Regions from separate parts of the Sus scrofa genome. Here all the other regions are linked to region 1. Evidence: chromatin contacts called from public HiChIP or PLAC-seq data. All regions are on one chromosome and are shown on one strand. The core of a region is the stretch at or near the end of the contact, and the rest is flanking DNA. Distances in the headings are between cores, read along the strand shown. Region 1 has its middle 65 kb from the start of TCF12. Region 2 has its middle 51 kb from the start of CGNL1. Region 3 has its middle 32 kb from the start of CGNL1.

The links. HiChIP or PLAC-seq counts read pairs in DNA pulled down with a chosen protein or histone mark.
Region 2: a contact with region 1 is called in an H3K27ac HiChIP or PLAC-seq map of skeletal muscle, with 4 times the contacts expected there. The contact joins two enhancer-like sites. A contact is called at or near these places in 15 of 47 Hi-C or Micro-C datasets (blood, embryonic fibroblasts, fetal liver and 7 more) and 1 of 2 datasets of contacts at active chromatin or transcription factors (skeletal muscle).
Region 3: a contact with region 1 is called in an H3K27ac HiChIP or PLAC-seq map of skeletal muscle, with 5 times the contacts expected there. The contact joins two enhancer-like sites. A contact is called at or near these places in 1 of 5 promoter capture datasets (liver), 17 of 47 Hi-C or Micro-C datasets (blood, embryonic fibroblasts, fetal heart ventricle and 8 more) and 1 of 2 datasets of contacts at active chromatin or transcription factors (skeletal muscle).

The regions. Positions count from the first base shown.
Region 1 is chr1:115,119,232-115,123,958 of Sscrofa11.1, forward strand. No RefSeq gene overlaps it. Among named protein-coding and RNA genes, the nearest start is that of TCF12, 65 kb to the left of the region's middle. Within about 2 kb of position 1,515, at least 12 of the 83 cell types and tissues checked have an H3K27ac peak or open chromatin away from gene starts, as enhancers often do. A contact at or near this core is called in skeletal muscle, where this site is marked.
Region 2 is chr1:114,677,170-114,681,790 of Sscrofa11.1, forward strand. No RefSeq gene overlaps it. Among named protein-coding and RNA genes, the nearest start is that of CGNL1, 51 kb to the left of the region's middle. Within about 2 kb of position 2,237, at least 13 of the 83 cell types and tissues checked have an H3K27ac peak or open chromatin away from gene starts, as enhancers often do. A contact at or near this core is called in skeletal muscle, where this site is marked.
Region 3 is chr1:114,657,741-114,662,500 of Sscrofa11.1, forward strand. No RefSeq gene overlaps it. Among named protein-coding and RNA genes, the nearest start is that of CGNL1, 32 kb to the left of the region's middle. Within about 2 kb of position 3,256, at least 10 of the 83 cell types and tissues checked have an H3K27ac peak or open chromatin away from gene starts, as enhancers often do. A contact at or near this core is called in skeletal muscle, where this site is marked.

The DNA of each region.
Region 1 (4,727 bases), core at 265-2,764:
AAGGGTCCTCATTTACGTGAGGAAAAAACAATTGAAAGAAAAAGGATATGGGACTCAATGTGATATGGATAACACATGGCAGGAGTACCCTTGAAACAGTCAGGTAATGTTACTTTGAAATGAGATATGAAGAAGTTTAAAAGCAGAACTGTAGTCATGCTTGGTTGCTTTTAATTTTCTATGAATTAGGGGCCAGAGTGATGGAGGGTAGTATTATAAATTTTTATAAGTTTTATGAAAACACTGGTGAAGATTTATAATAGCTATTAGGAGAAATGGGCAGGCAACTTATCATCAATATTGAGAACCTTGCTGAGATATGGATTCTTGTTTTAGCTTTGTCCCTTACTAGCTTTGTGTATTGGGCAAATAATTTAACCTGTCTGAATATTTGTAGAATAAGGAATTGGACTAGATAAATTATAAAGTTTTCTAGTTCCCAAAATGATTTAGAAGGTAAGTACTAAATCCCTTATCATATACAATCTGACACAAAAATATTTTATTTTCCTCTTTTAAGGATTTACCTTGGAAGGAGTTCTTGCTGTGGTGCAGTGGGTTATGCATCCAACTTCAAGTGGCCTGGGTTGCTGTGGAGGCTCAGGTTCAATCACAGGCCTAGCACAGTGGGTTAGGGATCTGTCATTGCTGCAGCTGTGGCATAGATTGAAGCTGCAGCTGAGATTAGCTCCCTGACCTGTGAACTTCCATATGCCACTGATGAGGCCACAAAAGAAAAAAAAGTCACCTTGGGAGCAAAAAAAAAAAAAGGCTGTTTTAGACTATATTTAATTTGAACATCCACGTGGAAAATTTAAAAGCCAGGTAGAATAAAAAGGGAAAAGGAATGAATGACTTTTTTTTTTCTTCTTTCAAACACAACAATAATCCACTGAGCCAAACAACATTCACAGAAAGATGCAGGAACTAGGATAAGAAAAAAGGTGAAAGAAATTGTTGCCAGTATTTTTTGGCCTCTAGCTGCTAGGAATTTGTGAGTGAATTCCAGCTATGGGTTAAGTTATTGTGCAATTCCATTGAGGAACTGAGGAAAATGAGACAGCCTGGAGGAATTTCTTGTAACAGAATCCACTCTGACGACCCAGCTGTATGTCTTTAAGGAAGGAGTGGCTCCAAATAAACAGAGGCTTCACGATGACTGAAAATATAACTTTAGTTAGTTCCCTCTCTGTGCTCTTAAGAATTTTGTTCGTAATTAAACTTGAAAAAATTAAAATTAATTGACAGTTTGAAATATGAATCAAACAAAAGTAACTTCCTGAAGATTATATCTGGCCTTGTAAAGAGAGTTAAGCCTTCATTCATCAATCATGGAATACCTATTTCTTTATTTTTCCTATGAGAAAGTTCTTTACATAAAAAAGACCAAAGCAATCTGAGTTGTGCCTGAAATGCCAGAAAATCCAGGATTACATGATTCACCGAGCAGTTTAGCCTGGGCTACTCAGGAGCCGCTTTTCTGAAGCTGTGTGCCTGCCCTACTCCCTTGTGTCCAGTCCTTGGTTAACAGCACGTCTGAGGAGGAGGAGACCTTTAGCAAAAGGAAGGGTTCCGGTCCTGCCAACTCTTACACTGTTTTTCTGTTTACTTTCTGCTTCTCTCATCAGAATGTGAGTTCCTGGAGATCAGAGAAATTGTTTAATTCATCTTTTTATCCCCAGAGCCTAGCTTGCACATAGCAACTTCCTACTATCTGCTTATCAGATAAATGGATGATGTAAATCTATGATTCAGTGTTCTAAGTAATTAAAGGCAGAGTGTATAATAATTTTCAAACATTCTTAAGGTATGGGCAATAATAGTTCTTTTTAGCTGTTTTAACACAAAAAGAAATGGTATCTGGCATCTTTGAAAACTGAGAATATTCTATCATCTATCTATCTATATTCATGAATACATGTGTGAGTATATGTTGTTTTTCTTATTTCCACACATCCCTTGCCAGGCAAACTTTCTAAGAGACCATCTTTATTTTGTTATTTCCTTAATTAAGGACCTATAATGGCTTCTAGTTGCATAATGTATTGCTTTAGAGTCTTAGAACAATCTAATGAAAAGCAGAGTTTTCAATTAAGTCCAAGATTTCATCAGCATTGTGTAATGGAAATTATATAGAATTATGTTATGTGGGCATAATTATTAATAAGTACTTATTTGAATACAAAGGATAGAAATTCAACTCAGATTAGTTTAAGGGAAAACAAAAAAGAAGGAATATGGAAGGAAAGAAAATATTTCTTTGAGAATATGGGAAATCCAGGAAATTGCATCTAGATATAGGCATGGCTGTTTCCAAAGGCTCAAAACAATGCTGTCAGGACTCTGTCTCTCTCTTTATCTCTGAGGTTCACTTATTCACTTATTTATTCTTGGCTTCATTCTTCAATAGGATTTCTTCTCTGCAAAGGCAACATGGCCTCTGGCTGCCTCCCTCAGGTTCACATTCTTCAAATTTAGCAATCTCCAAAGTAGGGGAACTCTTCTCAATCAACTCCAGAGGAAAATTTATGGGGAGAACTTTGCTTGGACTGAATTGGGTCATCACCCAGTTCTCAATCAATTGCTGTGGTGAAAGAATGGACTATTTTGATTGGCTAAATTTGGATCACATGTCCCTGTCTTGCGGCCAAGGGAAGGTGGAGTCCCATGATGACCATTTCCTTTAAGATCACTTGGAATGGGCTAGGGCAGTTCTCCAAAGGAAAATGTGTGTCTGTGGCCGGATGGGAAATGTATGGACCAAAGTATCTTTAACAGTCCACCATACCAGGGCTGAGAAGTAGTTGGTGTGTGCAAGTTGGTTGAACCAGTTGGCATCTATCCAGATAGATCAGGGGTTCGTTCTGAATGGCTGGTGTACATGCTGTACCATTGTTAACTATTTTGAATATCATCCCTACATGACAGCATTTCATCACTTACAAGTTAAAAATAACATATGTAATGCAATATGAGCACTGTTGAACACATAAAAAGTCATTTATCTTTATGGAACAAAAATTACTTTGCTCTTAAAAACAGTTTTGGCCAGGTATTTTTCAGAGCCTGATCAGATTTGAACAAAGAAATAAAATTGGTAGCTGTCATGGTACAGGGGAAATGAATCCAACTAGGAACCATGAAGTTGCATGTTCGATCCCTGGCCTCACTCAGTGGGTTAAGGATCCGGTGTTGCTGTGAGCTGTGGTGTAGGGTGCAGATGTGGCTCAGATCTGCCTTGCTGTGGCTGTGGCATAGGCACAGCATTTCATTTGACCCCTAGCCTGGGAACCTCCATATGCAGCAAGTGTGGCCCTAAAAAGCAATAAATAAATAAATAAATAAATAAATAAATAAATAAATAAATAAAATTGGTGAAACCAAGTAAATGCCCTTTGCTTATTCTTAAGAAAAAAATAAATAACATGTATATATAGCCCTTCATGAAGTTTTAATATCATATTAGCACTCTCCCCCATATCTAAAAGTGGTTTGACTTTCTGTTAGTAAAATTGACTACTTCTGTCACTAGTGGGCTTAGGGAAACATGCATTGAAGCAAAGCTAAGTCCCAAGTCCCTAAGATGCCCTTCAAAAGCAGTCATCCATTTAATTTGATCTATTAAATAAACTTAGCAGTTGGGATGCCCATACAGTGAGAAAGGATGCTTAGAGATGGAATTTTGGCTTTAATTGGTATCTTCTGTCCTTTATTAGACAACCATAAGCTTTTAATTATACACACCATCTTCATTTCAAATATGGATTTTTAAAACCTTATGAATTTTTGTTCTTAGCAACAAATTTTGGAATAAAAGCAAGCTCCTGCCATGAACAAATATGAGGGTCTTTCTTTTCTCTTTATTCCCTTTTTTGCCATATCCCAAAAGGTCATTGATAATTGACCAAATGCCCACTGTATATCCAAAGCTGTGTTAGCTACTGGGAGCTAATTAAACGGAAATTTGAAAAATAATCCTTGCCCATGAAGAATTTAGGTAACACATCTCAGAAGAAAAAAAAATTAACATACTTGAACAATCAGGTATCACTTAAATGGCCACTTTGCTGTTTCCACTAATGATATAATGACTTCCATTTCAGTCTGTTGAAATTTTACCTGTTCTTCAAAGTCTATCTCTAGAACTTTCCTTCATTTAGCTTTACTTGACTGCTTCACATTTCACTGAGCCACCAACCCTAACTCTTGACACTTAAACTGTCTTCGGTAGCTCTTCGTCATCTACAGGATGCAGTCCAGCTTCTATACCCTGGTGAGGAGCCCTGACCATCTCTCTTGCCTTGTTTCCCCTTTATCTTCTATTTGTACATTGCTTCGAAAGCAAACCAAATCCTGGTACCAAACCCAAACCAGGTTTAGTAAACAAAACAAAACCAAAGTAACCAAACACTGTGAATTTCTGTATCCTATCTTCTCTGCCTAGAATAGCCCTTTCCTCCCTTTCCCCCGAATGTATATCTGATAAACTCCCACTTAGCCACTAACCTAGTTCAGATATCAGGCTCTTAGTGAGATCTCTTCCTTTTCTATCCTCTAGGTTGTGCTGTCTTTTGTACCTATTTTTAGATTCTGGGTGCTGATGATTTGCTCTAATGTCTGCATTCCCTTTCTGAACTCTTAGCACCTGGAAGGCAGCCCATGCCTTACTTATTTTGGAATCCTGAATGCCTGGTAAGAGTGCCTGGCATTCAGCAGGTCCTCCATAA
Region 2 (4,621 bases), core at 987-3,486, 440 kb before region 1:
AGCCCTTTCTCGGGAACAGGGTCATTGCAGTATGGTTCTGAGTCCTGTGGGGACTCCCCAGAGAATCCTCAGAGAAATGGGGACACTCTGGTCGCATCAGGGATTGAGGTGCCTGTTTTCCCCTAGGTAGGCACGTGAGGTAACTTGGCCCCTGGTGTGGCAGCTCCAACACCTAGACCAGGGCTATCTGCCGGCTGGTGAGAGAGCAGATACCTGCAATTTCCAGACCACAGGCTGCCTCGATGGCATGTGTCTCTCAAGATACCACCCGCTTGGTACCTGGGGGTACAGTGGGCTCTCCTTCTCCTTCAAAACCCCACTCTCGGAGTTCCTGTTGTGGCTCAGTGGTTAACGAATCCGACTAGGAACCATGAGGTTGCGGGTTCGATCCCTGGCCTTGCTCAGTGGGTTAAGGATCCAACATTGCTGTGAGCTGTGGTGTAGGTTGCAGACTTAGCTCGGATCCCAAGTTGCTGTGGCTGTGGTGTAGGCCAGTGGCTACAGCTCCGATTCGACCCCTAGCGTGGGAACCTCCATATGCCGCAGGAGCGGCCCAAGAAATGGCAAAAAGACAAAAAACAAACAAACAAACATAAAAACCCCCACTCTCATCCTGGAGCACCCTGCCACCGCCCAAGCTCGCTGGCCCTGCCACCCTTTCCTTAGGGAAGTTGGCTCACATTGCTTCCTCCTCCACAGCTGTCAATGTTCTCTCTGCTATGGCCTCCCTCCCTTCTGGTCCCATGACCCTTGGCCACCTGATGTCATCCCGGGCACCACCCAGGCTAGGCTCCATTGTCTCCCTGTCCTGCTGTCTCTCTCTAAGGTTCCCAGAGGGACTTTGCAGCCTGAGGCTGCTTCTTGGAGCTCCCTCCTGTCTCCTCTCAGACCTCACTGCTCTGGCTCAGCAGAAAACACCCTCCATCCCCCTGCAGATGTGGGGTCAGGGAAGGTTTCAGAAAGGACACTAGAATGGAATCTTTTTACTTTCCTTCCTGCCTTTCTCTCCTCCCTCTTTCAACTTAGTGTCATGAAAAACGTCAAACATCTCAAAATAAAGCACATAGCGAACTCCCATGTATCTGTCACCCAGGTTTGACAATGATCAATTCAGCCAATCCTGTTCCATCTAAACCCTTTCATCCCACCCCCACCACCCGACACTGAAGCTACTACCAGACATCCCATCATTACCTCTGCAAACAAGGCAGTATCTCTAACAGACAAGGACTTTAGAAAAACAATCACATCCAAAAAACATAAACAATTCTTTTCTTTTCTTTTTTTGTCTTTTTGTCTTTTAGGGCAGCACTGGCAGCATATGGAGGTTCCCAGGCTAGGAGTCTAACTGGAGCGCTTGCTGCCGGCCTATGGCGGCACAGCTCTCAGCAGCTTGGGATCCTTAACCCACTGAGAGATATTGAACCCGCAGCCTCATAGATGCTAGTCAGGTTCGTTAACCCCTGAGCCACGACAGGAACTCCTTTTTTTTTTTTTTTTTTTTAGCGATTATTTTCTTAACGGCCATTTTTTGATTTGTTGCACCCATGGTTTGCTTCTGTCAGGTGGGTTAGAAAGTGCCCCCTGGGTGCCATGTACCTCTGAACACATCAGTTAATTCTCATAACTGTTATGTGAACTAATATGATTATAAATTATCCCCATTTTATAGAAGAGGAAACTGAAGTTCAGAAGGGTTAAATTTTGTTTTGTTTTGTTTTGTTTGTCTTTTTAGGGCCGCACCCGCAGCATATGGAGGTTCCCAGGCTGATGGAGAGGGTCGAATTGGAGCTGAAGCGCCGGCCTACACCACAGCCACAGCAACGTGGGATCCAAGCTGCTTCTTTGACCTACACCAGAGCTCACAGCAAGGCCTGATCTTTAACCCACTGAGCGAGGCCAGGGATCATACCGGAGTCTTCATGGTTAACAGTCGGGTTTGTTAGCCTCAAGAGGAACTCTCTGGAGGGGTTAAGTTTGGATTGGCCAAATCTCACAGCTGTTAAGTCATAGGTTCCTCCTTCGTCCAGCTGTCCCCCCACCACCCGCCAGTCCTCACTGGAAAGCTCTAGAAATGCTTTGTAATAGAGTAAGATGACACCTGCTTCCCGGCTGCAGGAAACCGGATCATTTCACTACTTCTACTCAGGTCTCAGGGTGATTAGCCTCTCCTCATCCAACCTTTCTCGAAGTCTAGGGGAGCTGAATTCTCCCCTGCTGGCAGCCTCAGCCCCCAGGGGGCAGTGCAAGCCTAGAGCAGGCACTTCAAAGCATCCTGCTTAATTGCACCTTCCAGTGTGTTGCTAGGGAGGATGCAAAGCAAAGAAACTAAAAGCATATCCTTGCATTAAGGCACCCCCTCCTCAGCACTCTTTGTGCTCAGGGGCTGGCCAGGAGTAGGCAGGAGGCACTCAGGTGCTGGGACGTGTTTACCTGCTTCTTCCTCGCCTTCCTGCACCCCCCGCCCCCGGACAGAATAGTTGCTTTGTGTTTTCTTTCCTTTCTTCCTGCCCCTAATTAGGGATTATGCTTGGGAATCAAGCTAATTAATCTCTGCCAGTTGGGGTGAGATCAAGCTCCTCGCACTATCAGTGTTGATCAATACCTCCCTGATGACAGAGTCTGGAAAACAACCCTGCTCTTTTCAGCGCAGGCTTTAATGAGGGGGAGGTGAGATGGCCTGGGGGCGGTCTGACGTGCATGGGTGTGGTGGCTCAGCCTGAAATGATGGAGGTGTCAGGAGGGGCCCCTGGGACTGGAGCCTGAGTGTGCGGTGGTCCCACAGGCAGGACATCCTAATGCCATGGCCCTGCAAGGCAGGGGCTGGAGTTCATTGCTGGGCCGCTTTGAAACTTACCCAAGTTCACTGAACTGAGTGTGGTTGCTGGGAGTAACCAGACGACAGAGAAAATGCACCATGGTTGATGGTTGGGTGTATTTCAGGACAAGAGCCTGTCCCCAGCACTGGTCCAACCAGGACCAGCTGTCCAGGAGAAAAGACTCAGGCTTGTAGGAAAGGTCCCAAAAAAGGCCAGAGAAATAGGAGAAAGCAACAATTATCAAAGGGCTGCAAGGGATAGAAAAGGAAGACCTCACCCTGGGAGCAGGGGAAAAGTAGTTTCTTTGGAGCGTCTAAAAAACCCCATGCTGTCTCTGGGGGTCCTCACAGCCTAGGCAGATGAGAGCTTCAGAGATACACCAGTGGTCCTGTCCTCCAGAGGGGAAGACATGGTTGAGTATCTTCCCAAAACTATCAAGAAACCACAGAAGGAAAAAGTATTAAATGAAAGAAACTGAACTTGAAGGAACTCAGGATGTTACACCTTCAGGTCTTTAAGACCTTTCCATCAGGTCTATACATATATGTGTGTATATATATACACACACCCATCTGTGTATATATATGTATATATATAAAATATATCAAATATATTAAACGAGCTCAAATCCCACATCAAATAGCAATTTTATTTTGCCATAAACATTTGAGGAGTTCCCTTGTGGCTTAGCGGAAACAAATCCAACTAGTAACCACGAGGATACTGGTGCAATTCCTAGCCTCGCTCAGTGGGTTGTGGATCAGCATTGCCGTGAGCTGTGGTATAGAGGTCACAGATATGGCTTGGATCTCGCGTGGTTGTGGCTATGGCATAGGCCGGCAGCTATAGCTGATAAAACCCTTAGACTAGGAACTTCCATATGCTGAGGGTACGTACAGTCCTAAAAAAAAAAAAAAAAAAAAAAAAGGTTTTGAAATGACTTTTTTTTTTTTTTTTTTTTTTTTTTTTTTTTGCTTTTTAGGGCGACACACACGGCATATGGAAGATGCCAGTCTCGGAGTTGAATCAGAGCTGTAGCCGCTGGCCATGGCCACAGCCATAGCCATAGCACCTTGGGATCTGAGCCGAGCCTGCAACCTACACCACAGCTCACGGCAACACCAGATCCTTAACCCACTGAACAAGGCCAGGGATTGAATCTGAAACCTCATGGTTACTAGTTGGATTTGTTTCCACTCCCATGAACATGCAGGTACAGGGCAGAGGTAAGCACTCCTGAGGCTGTGGGCAGCATAGGGAAACACCTCAAAACAAAGCCAAGTGACCACAAAGACCTTGTGGACTGTCCACTGACCCACAAGGCAGGGACTAACACCAGGTCCGGTGAAGACCACCAGAATGCTAAGCACAGCAACTTTAGGGTCTCAGATTATACCTGGCCACATCATGGCCCATGAAGATGGAAGAGGAAGGGTATTTGTCCTCCTTGGTAACATGTGTAGGATTCTTTGACTGCAGAATGCTGGGGGAGAAAGAACTGCAGTTTTAGAAATTCTCATCAGCCTGCTGAGGTCAGCTTTGGCCCCAGTGACCACAAAAGACCCTTTAGTTTTGTTCTGACAGTCTGTAGGAAGTAGCAATGAGGTATTGTGAAAGCCGTGGAGACACTCTTCTGAGATCTCCCTTTAAAGGATAACCTGTCAAGAAGACGTTGGCCATCAGCCTCCAGAGGCAGCACCTTTGCAGTTTTCAAACTGAGGCCTGTCTCCCCAGGTAACTCCCGGGTGACTGCCCACCACAGGGACACTGGTACCTTACCACTTCTGTCCAACACAAGCCTC
Region 3 (4,760 bases), core at 2,006-4,505, 460 kb before region 1:
TCCAAGAGAAAAGAGGAAAAGTACACAAACTAAGGCCAGTCATCACTCCTCTTCTAAACCCTGTTACTTCATATCGTCCCCAAGGACTGACTCTGTTCCTCCTTAAAGAATTTGTGAATCATTCCTTTTTCTGAAAACAGTTCCTCTACAAATGAAGGAATTCCCATAGCAACCATTTTAGATCCTTGGAGCCGGAAGAAGGAAGTACATTGCCTCTGCCTAGGATCTGAGGCCTCTCATTTACAGAAGTCTGCAAGACAATGAAATTGGCCTAATTTGGAGATTTCAGCTAAGGTAGAAGCTAAAAGTAAGGAAACAATAAGCAGAAATATCAGATTAGAGCCTGATTCACAAGCATCTGAGGAAACGTGGGACACACTGAGGACATGGAGGTTTGCAGGTGGGAGGGCCCAGGCCATCTGCTCTCCTCCTGCTGTGGCTGGGCCTTGGCTGCCACCCAAGCCTTTTCCCAAACTGTGCTAGGGAAACCACTTTCCTTTCTTATTCCTTTTTCATACCCCCTCCCCACCCCTCACCCCCAACTTTCTCCCTGGGGCAGAAAGCATCCCCTTCCCCTGAGAAAACAATCTGAAGAACCACCTCTGGTCAGTGCCTCTGACATGCCTTTTGCAGAGAAGTGGGGCTGGGCGCGCTCCCTCCAGGCCAGCAGGGGAGGGGCGCGTGTGTGAGTGATCCCACCACAGCCGCTACTGCCTGGAAGCCCTCTGCTCTCTGCAGAGCAGTCACTCCGTTCCATGGCCTCACGGCTGCTGCGCTCACTATTCTTGTCCACAGGGCATTCTGCTGGAATGGCATGGGACCATTTATAGCTGCAGTGACCTCTACTGGGCCCCTGCCACGCAAATGGCCCAGGTGGGGTTCACCTCCTGACTCCTACCCTCACCCCCAGGCCCACCATAGACCCCCCCCCCCCCCAGGCACGGAGAGCAGAACGGCCTGGGGAGTGCAAGGGCTGTGTCTTGCCCTGCTGGAGACCATGGTGCTTCTCCTGCCTCCTGAGCCCCTGAGGCTTCTGTCCCTGTCTCTCTGGTTCTCTCTCACCCTCTTCCCCTCCCCCACCACCCCTGTTTGACTCAGAGCCTTAATCTGCCCTCCATGTCCACACCACCCACCTCAGTGTCCCATTCAGGTCTGTCCTCCTCACCATGTCCAGGACTCCAGAACCTTCTCTCTCCTCACCACGGAACCATCGCACGCCCTCTGCTTTAGAGCTTCGCATTAGGAACGCAGTGAAACAAAGTGACCCAGTGACAGGGCGTCTGGGACATGGGCCTCCCTGGCCTCCTCCTCCAGGCTCCCCTGTCACAGCATAAGGTGCCACCACCTGCCAGTGCCAGCTACTTCCCTGACCCCAAGACAGACCCTTACCGCCCAGCCAGGGGGACTACCTGGGGGGCCGGATCTGCCCATCCCTGGGGTCTCAAGGGAGGGGAGGGGGAGTTCCCGTCGTGGCGCAGTGGTTAACGAATCCGACTAGGAACCATGAGGTTGCGGGTTTGGGCCCTGCCCTTGCTCAGTGGGTTAACGATCCGGCGTTGCCGTGAGCTGTGGTGTAGGTTGCAGACGCGGCTCGGATCCCGCGTTGCTGTGGCTCTGGCGTAGGCCGGCGGCTACAGCTCCGATTAGACCCCTAGCCTGGGAACCTCCATATGCCGCGGGAGCGGCCCAAGAAATAGCAACAACAACAACAAAAGACAAAAGACAAAAAAGACAAAAAAAAAAACAAAAAAAACAAAAAATCAAGGGAGGGGAGGGAGGGGCGTAGGAGGGAGAGGAAGCATGAACAGCCCCAGGAGAGGGATTAAAGTCAGCAGCACCCTCTCACTGTTTCCTTCCAAGCGCTCAAGCTCCAGCCCCTACTGCTTCTGCACTGGTGGCCACGCCCCCGCGCTTCGGGCACGTCCGGTCCGTGGCAGGTCAGGTGGAGTCGTTGTCTCTCCCGTGGCTCTTCTAACTGCAAATCCTGTGTACTTGGGCTCAGGTGTTCCTCCTGGCATGCGCAGTTCACGCCTCATCCTCCTAAAGAAAAACTAGACACCTTCGCTCACTCTTGCCTCTCTTTCACGGTTCCCTGCCCTTCCTCCTCCCCTTATGTGACTCCCTTCCCCAGGGGCTTCTCATCCCGGGTTTCTCCCGCAGGCCCCACTTTGTTGCCAGGCCCCACTGGGAAGATAAGAACTTCCACATTGATCCTAAGCTTTTAAAAGAGATGCTACAGAGAGTTCCCACGGTGGGGAAGCTGTAACAAACCCCACTGGTATCCATGAGGACGTGGATTCCATCCCTGGCCTTGCTCAGTGGGTTAAAATCTAGCTTTGCTGTAGGTGGCAGAGGCACCCCCACATCACACACACCCCCTTTCAGGAACCACACCAGTGCCTGGTTGGCATGGAGCTATAAAATTCTGACCCTCTCTGACCCTTTGCTGCTCTGAGGGGTCACCCAACCTCAGAATACCCAAGAAGGTCTGCTGAGATGCTCCCCAGCTACACTCCTCCCTCCACCCATGCCTCCTAGAGAAAGGAAAATTCTATGACTTTTATGTCTTGAAAGTAAGGAGGAATATTTTTTTAAAATATATGTTGGTGTAATATAAAAGAAGACAGATGTCTGAAGTTCTCACTGAAAAATTCACTCTGTTACAATACAGAGATATGTTGATTAGATTTGAATTCCAGAATTGGATTTAAGTGTTTTCAGATAAAATAGTCTAAGCCTACTTATTTGTTGGATAAGGAAGTCATAGAAAATCCTTGGATTTTTAACAGTATTACTGAGGAACTTCAGTGACAAGAATTCCTGGCATATCCTGTGACTGAAAAGGTAGCTTAGGTCTCACAGATGACCTGTTCTGCTAAAAAAATAAAATGTGTGCACGTAAAAAAAAAAAAAAAAAAAAAAAGCAAAAAACCCTCTTCCCTTTCCTTCCAGGATGTACAATCCAAGAACTCCCCTAACACCCCTCCCCCCACCCCAACCCCTGCATGGACCTCCTCTCTGGCTGGGTTGGCTTCCTGGGAACCCACTGCAGCAGAATCCCACAGGGGAAAGTGTTACCTACCCATGCAAAGCAGCAGGACAACAGTCTGGACCAGCTGGAGACCAGAGGCTAGAACACACTCTTTGTGGCCACGTAGGGCAGACTGTGTGGGCCTGGGTGTCTCCCATGTCTCTGTTTTTATCATCTGAGGAGCAGGCCTGTCGTGGCATTTTGGTTTCACAGTTGTTTTGGGACCCCTGCCAGTCAGGGCCTCTGACTGGGAGAACTTTGGCAAGACATTCACCCAACCACCCTGATCCCCCAGGTTACTCATTTCCAAGGCTTTTAAAAATAGAAGTGTGAAAACCATTTAATTGCCAAAAAGCCATGGGGTTCTGTGCTTCTGGGGCCCGGTCATGTTAGAAGGCGGCCTTGGGATATATGAGAAACACAAGTCCCTGTTTCCCCTTGCCTGTGACTCAGACGCACAGGCACACTCGGGGCCATTGTTGGGTGCCGGGTTCGAGTCACAGTTGGGCGGTGGTCATGCATAGCCATTTCTGTGCTGTAATTATGCAGGGTTGAGGGGGCTCCTGGAGCAGCCTCCTGCAACTCTAGCTTCTCCTTCAAGCCCTGAGCCATGAGCAGAGGGGATTCTCGCCCAGTAACTGATGGAGAGTCTGGGAGCCCAGACAAGTCATGAAGCCACAGCCTTGACATTTTCTGCCACTTATCTTCAAAAAGAAAACAGCAGAAACGCCTGTTGCCACGGGTCCAAGTAGGTTTCTTTAAAAAGCATTTTGAGAGCCTGGACTAAAGCAGGATAACATATCAAGAATTTACTTAAATGCAGCAATTTGGAATGGGTGATATTTTGCAGAATCGAGGCTGACGTCTACTTTGGTGGAAATGATGAGGGTGGAGTGGGCTGAGCAGATGATGGTATAAACAAGATGTCACTGCAGCCGAGAACGAGCAGGGTTTTCCAGAACTGAAAAATCTTCCATTTCCATGCACTAACTGATAAGCTAACAATAAACCATTTTCCTGTCTTCATTAAAGATCCCAAAGGAGTTTTCCTGCCTGAGATTTATCTCGCCTAACCTTCTACATGCACTTGGAGCAATAAAACTGCTTAGTTTGATAGATGTAATTCAGATTTCATTTTACTAATTGGCTGAGGCTTTCCCCACTTTAAGTGTGATAGGAAGTAGTTGGTGAAACACTACACCAGTTATTTAAAGTATTAATACATTGGTGATTTTGAAAATAACGTAAAATTATGTGTGATGATAATTTAGAAAGGGAGTGGGGTCAGTTTTGTGGATGAAATGTAATCCCAACACTAGGCTTTGTGCCCACCACGGCCACGTACTTAGAGGGTCAGTCACACTGTGCGATGTTGCCCAACTCCACACACGGATTTTGTGTCCTGCTCCCTGTCAAGGTTAAAGTATTTTGTCTGCCAGGAAGATGGTAGAGACCAAACATTCTGTCTGCTTCCCCAGCACCATCCGTCTGGGGGTTTGGATTTGATGCTTATGAAGTGTGTGTGTGTAGGGGGTGGTACTGGGAACTACTGGCATTTTTGTTCCTTTTTGCAGCAAAAAGATATTTTCTGGACCTGAGATTTGGAAATAGCCTCTTGCTTCCTCTCTTCACGGTTCCTCCTGGAAGCATCCAGGCTGAGCTGACATTTTCACACCTTAAAAATGCCTTCCCCATGGCTGTACATCTCTAAATAGGGAAGGGTACTCAG